2 separate regions of the Canis lupus genome follow, and region 1 is linked to region 2. Evidence: chromatin contacts called from public Hi-C data. All regions are on one chromosome and are shown on one strand. The core of a region is the stretch at or near the end of the contact, and the rest is flanking DNA. Distances in the headings are between cores, read along the strand shown.

What was found. Hi-C and Micro-C count contacts between places; a contact is called where the count stands out from the background.
Region 1: a Hi-C map of blood shows a contact between it and region 2, with 4 times the contacts expected there. The contact joins two enhancer-like sites. A contact is called at or near these places in 5 of 9 Hi-C or Micro-C datasets (amygdala and blood).

What each region holds. Positions count from the first base shown.
Region 1 is chr6:63,985,461-63,989,644 of UU_Cfam_GSD_1.0, reverse strand. The region is part of intron 1 of LOC119872366 (a long non-coding RNA gene); the gene reads left to right. Among named protein-coding and RNA genes, the nearest start is that of RPF1, 26 kb to the right of the region's middle. Within about 2 kb of position 2,439, at least 1 of the 20 cell types and tissues checked has an H3K27ac peak or open chromatin away from gene starts, as enhancers often do. A contact at or near this core is called in blood, where this site is marked.
Region 2 is chr6:63,900,087-63,904,067 of UU_Cfam_GSD_1.0, reverse strand. The region is part of intron 5 of SPATA1 (spermatogenesis-associated protein 1); the gene reads left to right. Among named protein-coding and RNA genes, the nearest start is that of GNG5, 29 kb to the left of the region's middle. Within about 2 kb of position 2,452, at least 2 of the 20 cell types and tissues checked have an H3K27ac peak or open chromatin away from gene starts, as enhancers often do. A contact at or near this core is called in blood, where this site is marked.

The DNA of each region.
Region 1 (4,184 bases), core at 1,190-3,689, 86 kb before region 2:
GACAGAGGTAAAGCTATTGCTAGTAGAAAAATATAGATTGAAGGTAATTCAGACACTTATTAGGTAGTTTCTTTTGATTTCTGAATATCTGTATTCTCTCAACAGCAGCTTGCACATAATAAGTGTTGAATAAATACATGTTGAATGAACAAATAATGAAAAATATTCATGAATTTTAAGCTATGGGACAATTGAAGACTTTTTAAAAAAAGTTTTTATTTATTTACTTATGAGAAACACAGAGAGAGAGACAGAGACGTAGGCAGAGGGAGAAGCAAGTTCCCTGTGGGGAGCCCAATGTGGGACTTGATCCCAGGACCCCAGCCAGGATCACAACCAGAGCCAAAAGCAACCACTGAGTCACCCAGGTGCCCCATTGAAGACTTTTCTTACTTGAGGCCATCAATAAAGTCTTCTAGGGGGCAGGAGGTAAGTTCTTGGGCATTCCCACATTGGTGTTAGCTGAATATCATCACTATTATCACACACTTTAATATCCAGAATCAATGAATCCTCTGTGGAAGGGTTGTGTAGGGATCTCTAAATCTAAAAATGTGCTAAGCCCCTTGCTAGCAGAGTATACAGAAACCAGTTTGCTTCCAGGGACAAGCTTTTGGGGCAATAATGTTAACATTTTCCAATAATTAATTACAAAAATAAACTGAATTTAGTAGAGTGGAAATGCAGTGCCTTTAAAGTAATTCTAGGAAAACATAAACAATTGCAATGTAAATAAAGACTTTGCTGGAAAGTAGAGCTGGTGTGAAGGCTGAGTTTCTATTTATAGAAGAAAAGAAAGCAAGTTTCTGTTCCATTTCTTGTCAAACAATCTCCCTAGTTGGAATTTTTAGACTAGATTAACACAGTCAAGAAGGGCCTACTCTTTCAGAAGATGAACTACTCCTAAATGTCCTAAATTTCTTTCTGCTTAAGTTACAATTTTGTGAAATGGGATATGTTTCTACAAACACAGAATGTTAATTAGAATGATATTTACATGTCTATTCCCAAATCTCATCATTCATTTGTTTAAATAACAATCTCCTCGATGATTTCTGCCGAGGCAACTGTTGAATATTTTTAAAAAATTATTCCCTGCTTAGTGTTTGACTTTTCTATTATACGGTAACTTGTTAGTCTTGACAAACCTTGATCATGACAAGCACCCTCTACATTACTAACAAATTCTTGGGTTCTGAGGGTGTGCATATTCCAGAGAAGATGGAATGATTATAAAACCAAAATCTAGCCTTCTAGCCATCCACTCTATTCTTACCCCAATCTGCTTTCATTCAATCCTATTAAAAAAGAAGTTAAAATATCTCACCCCTCTGCTCAAAACCTTCTGGCAGCCTAAACCCCAAATCTTTACATAGTCTGTAAGATCCTGGCTGGCCTCATCTTCTATGACCTTGCATCTTGATCACTCTGCTCCAGCCATGCTAGCCTTAAATAAGCCAGGCACAGAAAAACTCTGCTCAGGACCTTTGCACTTGCTGTTACCTGTGCATGGAACATTCTTCTCCCAAATATCCTTGTGATTTGCTTTGCTTTTCCACAACTTCACTCAAATGTCACCTCTTTAGTGTCTAACATCTTCCCTATTTAACACTGTATTATTAGTCTCACTCTGGACATTCCCGACCCCTTTCTGGTTTTACTTTTTCTCCTTAGCACTAATCACCACCTAAAAAAATATATTTTTTACCTTAGTATTTTTCTTATTTGTCCCCTCACTAGAAGATGAGCTCTATGAGAGTAAGAATAGTCCTTCGTTTTGTTCCCTGCAGTATCCCTAGCATCTGAAAGAGTGCCCAGTATCTAACAAATACGTATAGATATTTGTTGAATGAATTGCATGAAGTCAAATAGCACCAATCTCCCCAACCAAGAATGAATAGAAAATAGGTGAGAAAATATGTTACTTAAATCCATTGGGCTTTACTACTTTGGATCAATGGCTTTTGATGTGGTTAGAATACCTGTATAATTTGAAGCTTCTGAGTAGCAAATATTTTTCATTTATTCAAAGGTTTCCATCTTCCCACAAAAACTTCCAAAGATGATGTAATGAAAAAATATTGCTTTGTATTTCATCCACTTTCTCTAATCTTTCTTTCACTTTGAAGGCGTAATGAGAGGATTTAGAGGTAAAAGCAAAAAATACAGATAATGTCAAATTGGGCAAACAGTCCCTGAAAAAGAAAGGCAATTGGTCTTATCAATGGAAATTATCAAACACGGGTGCAAGAAGGTTTTCTTCAATGAGGCACCCTACCTGGTTTGGGTTTTCTAAGCCACTTGATGCAAAAGAAAATATTTTCCCAAAAAATTATATCCACTAATGGACTGGAAAGTGATTCTCTTACACAAGGAGGCAGTGTTGCTCAGAAAAACTAAAGATTCTACTTCCTTAGCTAAGTCATGGGTATGAATCATCATCATACACTCAAAACCACTACAGAAAAAAAAAAAAAAAAAACCCAGCATAATTCTTCATATGACTACTGTTCAACTTCTCCAAAACTCGCTACCTTCTGAACGAAAGTTGTTGCAAGAAACCCAACACAAATGTATTTATAAAACCCCACTGGCAGGTGCTCCGTTTGAATGTTCACTCAGTACAACCTTGTTCCAGGTCAGGATTTTGCCTTCCACAGGATCTCCTATAAGATTTTCTCTCAAGACTGCTTTTAAAAGATAACTTTAAATGAAAAAAGGCAGACATGTATAGTCTACATATTTTCAAGTGCTAAACTTGTTTCAGCAGGAAGTAGAGTCTGACTTCATTTAAATTAAGTGTGCAGTTATCCAGAGCTTTGTTGGCAATGCTAGTGTGAACATTGAGGATTTCCCTTCTCATGCTCTAGCAGTATTTTATTAATTCACTCTTAGAGATAAAGATATTGACAAGGTATGCCGTGGAGATTAGAGCCACTGCTGAACAAAATCACAAATCAACCAGCGTAATGGGTTTTGCTTTCGAAATCAACTCTCAATTATTCCCTCCGTGGATTACTATTTGGCGTATTTTCTACATGGAATGTTAATACTAGTCTAGCTTTCTGCTGCTATGGGCATTCTCCCAAATCCACTCAGCCTACTCCCAGCTGATGGGTGCTTCTCAAATTAAAGTCATTATAAATACCATCCGCCTAAAGTCAATCATAATTAGAAAGGAAAATCCACTACAGGATAATAATGCGACACATCCCAAGACCAAACAAGCTACTCAAATTTTTAAATAATTAACACCACAATCAATCCCGCTTCCTGTACTGGTTGCTAATAGAATTTTACCTCTTTTTTGAAGGCATGATATTTTTTTAGGTGTACTCTTTTTTTTTTTTTTTGTAGTTTCATGTTTTTATTTAAATTCCAGTTAGTTAACATAGTGTGTAACATTAGTTTCAGGAGTGGAATTTAGTGATTCATCACTTATGTATAATACCCCATGCTCATCACAACAATTGTCCTTAAAGTCCATCACCCATTTGGCCTATCCACCCCCTCCACGGCCCTTCTAGCAACCCTCAGTTTGTTCTCTAAAGCTAAGAGTCTATTTTATGGTTTGCCTCTCTCTTTTTTTCCTCTATGTTCATCTGTTTTGTTTCCTAAATTCCATATATGAGTAAAATCATATGATGTTTCCCTTTCTCTGACTGACTTATTTCCCCTAGCATAATACATTCTAGTTCCAACCATCCAACCATGTCACTGCAAATGGCAAGATTTCATTTATACCACGAATTCTATATCCATTCATCACTCAATGGACATTTGGGCTCTTTCCATAATTTGGCTAATGTTAATAAATGCTGCCATAGATATTGGGTGCATGTATCCCTTTCAACTAGTATTTTTGTATCCTTTGGGGAAATTCCTAGTTGTATGATTGCTGGATCATAGAGTAGTTCTATTTTTAACTTTTCGAGGAATCTCCATATTGGTTTCCAGAGTGGCTACACCAGTTTGCATTCCCACCAACAGTGTAAGAGGGTTTCCTTTCTCTGCATCCTGGCCAACATCTGTTGTTTCTTGTGTTGTTAATTTTAGCTATTCTGACAGGTGTGAGATGACATCTCCTTATACTTTTGATTTGTATTTCCCCAATGATCAGTGATATTGAGTATATTTTCATGTGTCCGTCAGCCATCTGTATGTCTTCTTTGGAAAAAGTATCT
Region 2 (3,981 bases), core at 1,203-3,702:
GGCCTTACAAATGTGGCAGTATAAAAGGAAAGCTCAATTCCATTTTTTAAAAATAGTTTCATCAAGTGAGAGAAAGGAAAGAATTTAAGTACTATGTTAAAAAACAAAATACTTGGGGATCCCTGGGTGGCGCAGCGGTTTGGCGCCTGCCTTTGGCCCAGAGCACGATCCTGGAGACCCGGGATCGAATCCCACGTCGGGCTCCCTGTGCATGGAGCCTGCTTCTCCCTCTGCCTCTGTCTCTGCCTCTCTCTCTCTTTCTCTCTCTCTGTATGACTATCATAAATAAATAAAAAAATTAAAAAAAATAAAAAAAATAACAAAATACTTAAATATACTTAAATAAGCTCTACTACCTTCTTTTATAATAGTTTCAGATAAAGTTAAGGTTAAAAAAGAAAGGAAATGATTACTGCATCGAACATTGGTATTATTATAAGCGAGAAGAATCTTAGCCACAAAGATAAGTAGCAAACCAAATCAAAACAACTGTAATGCTGGTAGACATTTGTATTTCAAAGAATCATAATTTATATGATTATATTTATCAGTGTACTGATAGTTCAGTTCTTAAAAAGTGATAGATAATTAAATAAAACTAAACATACAAATAAAGCTGGAGCTATATTCTAAGAACCTCCTGAAAAAATATTGCGTAAGAAAATAAATGTGTGATGGGAAAGCAAAAATAACTCCAACTAATAATATCAATTACGACTGCAAAATATACATGTTTTCAACCAATTGCATTTTTCTCCACCTTCAATTATAGCTGTTCTTACATTCTAAGTTTATGCTATATCCAGTGATAATTCAAACTTAGCTCCTTCTTTATTTTTAGATGCGTTTAGTGTTTACCTTTCTGAGGTGTTTTACTATTTCTAATGAGACATGTGGATGAGATCTACCTGTTTTATTTGATGTCAGTGAGATGCTCAGTGAGATTTTGGTTTATGGCTTGTCTTTTTATTATCTTTATGATTATTTTGATGAAAGAAGTTCTTAAATTTTGTCAACATGTCCTAACAATTACAAGGATTGTGTTGACATCTTCAACACTTTGTCAGTTTTGCTTTATGTATTTTGAAGCTGTTATTAAATGCATGCACATTTAGGATTATTATGTCTTCTTGATGAATTGCTCCCAATGTGATTATGTTTCTCATTATTTCTGGTAGTAGTCTTTATTTTAAAGTTTAGTGAGCCTGGTATTAGTATAGTCACTTGAGCTTTCTTTTGATTAGTGTTTACAAGGTATATCTTTCTCCATGCCTTTATCTATTACTGAATATCCAAAGTGGGTTTCTTGTAGACAGCATATATTTAGGTCTTACTTTTTAGCCGTTTGACAATCTGTGCCTTTTACTAGGAGTATTTAGACCATTTACATTCGATGTAATTATTGATGTGGTTGGTTTTAAATCTACCACCTTGCTATTTGTTTTTTTTGTCTCTTCTGTCTTCTTAGTTTCTCCATTTTCTTGCCTTTTCCTGGATTGAAAAGTTTTTTATGATCCACTTTTATCTCTACTATTAGCTCACTATTTCTTATTTTAGAAAACCTTCAGTGGTTGCTATAGGGTAGAGGTCATCAAATACCTATATTTATACTTTTTAAAAATCTTTTTTTAAGTAATTTCTACACCCAATATGGAGCTCGAACTCACACCCCAAGATCAAGAGTTGCTTGCCCCACTGACTGAGGTATCCAGGCACCCCTATTGTATTTTATTTTAATCCATGCCCTCTATGGCTTTTTAAAATAAATAACTTTTATTGGAAGACAGCCATACCATTAATTTACATATTTTCAATGACTATCTTTATACTATAATGATAGACTTGAGTAGTTGTGACAAAGACCAAATGGTCCATGAGCCTGAGATATTTAGTATCTAGCCCTTTAAGAAAAAGCTTACTGAGTCTTGCTCTAAGCTACACATTATACACCTTTAAATTTGAAGTCTACTTTCAAATAGTATACAACTCCATATATAAGATAAGAACCATATAGCAGTGGTGCTGTTGTCATACATTTTCCTTCTGAGTATAACTCCACAGTACATATTTACTTTATAATGTCAGTTATCTTTTAAAGAAATTAAAAGTAGGGGGAAAGTGACTTTTTATATTTAGGAGAGCTTCCCCCCTCCCTCCCCAGTGGTAGTAAAACAATGCTTTGTATCAGTGCATGATCCTGGGCCCAAGATGATCCTTACAGCTTTCACTTCTACCCTTTCTTTAGGCTTTACCTATGCCTGATGATGAGAGGGTTTCCTACCGCTTCTCTAGTGATAAACTTTTCAAAGGTAATATTGTTGGGAGGAGAGTCACCTGCTCTTCCTTTTAGAGCAGTTTTTTGTTTTGTTTTGTTTTGCCTCTATGCCTTTTCAAGGGCCAGTAGGTTTTTGCATGGGTTCTAAGATAGGGGAGTTTCCTGTTTCTTCCCCCAGGGGCTTAAGACTTTCGCTTTGTGTGAAAGAATAGTGTTGAGAAGGATGGGGTTTCATACCTCTGTGCCAATCACTGATGGCTCTTTCAGGTCTCCTCTACCTCCAGTCTTTCCTATAAGTATGATATAGGCACATAGAAAGGAGCTTGCTATTAAGTATTGACTTCTGTTTGTGTCTGAGGATCCCAGAGATTCCAAACTATACTGATAGCCTACATTGCCCTTTAGAATTCCTTAAGATATTAGCTGTCTTCTTATTGTAATAGTAGTACCCCTTCCTCCTGTGCTCAGCCAAGGATGAAACAATTAGTTTTCACCTAGGAGGGAACTGGAAATCAGTACCTTGCAACTATAATTCTCTGATGAGTTCAAGAAAAGTTATTATTTTATAGTTTATTTACCTTTTTCTCTTTATTCAAGTGGGAGCACTAGTTTCATCTTTTTATAATCCTATGCAGAAATGGAACTGCAGTTCTTAAATTTTAATATAATCAAATTTATTTGGCATTTTCATTTATGGGTAGTGTTATTTGTCTTTTTAAAAAATTCCTTTTCTACCCTGAGATCATGTATTATCTTTCAAACATTTTATGGTTTGCTTTTCCAACATAGTTTATCAACGTATCCAGGAACTAATTTTTATATGTTATATGAGATAAAGTTCCTTAATTTCTTTTCCATATGTACTCTTCCCATTTGTCGATTATTGTGCAATTTCTTAAAAATGCCAAATTACTCTTTTGTGGTACATGAGAATGCAAGATATCTGAGGTCTAACATTATATTATCAAATATAGCTGGTAATTGCATAGTATGTTTTACAAATCCTTTAATGAAGGAGAAAAAGAATAATGCTTTACCCATTTCCATATCAAAATGGGTATTCCCTCTTATTAGTTATCATCTGTTCCTTACCATGGGTCCATGCAACACATCCATACATTTTTATGCCTCAACTTTAACGTGTTTAATACTTGACTCCATTGTTGCCCCAAACTAGTATACTTTCTTGACTTCTATGGTTTCATCATTCCTCCAATTGTTCAGACGTTGAGTTTTGAAATATTCCTCACTGTAAAATAATAGATTCTTAGAGTAAAGGAACCTTGAAAAACATCTTGTAGCCTCCTTGCTTATAATCTGCTTTCCAGTATATTCTCCAGAGTGTAGTCAGCATTATTCTTCTTGTTACAGGCTGGATTATTTATCTCCCTGCTTGAAAATCTTTGAAAACTCACTGATTACTAGTTAAAGCCTAGTTCTTTAAGATGGCATAGACAACCCTTTGTACTCTGACTTTAAACCCAGGGTTGCAAATATTTGGCCATGCAGATTGTTCACTGCCAAATTCCAGAAGGCTTCCTTTACTTAGATCATGATATGAATGGAGCTTTCAGGATTTGCTTAATGTGGTAGTTGATTCAGTAACTTTTAGTTATTATTAGTTACTACTACTACTACTACTACTACTACTACTACTACTACTACTATAGTTTGGGGGTAGAAAGGGAGGATGAAATACCATAAAG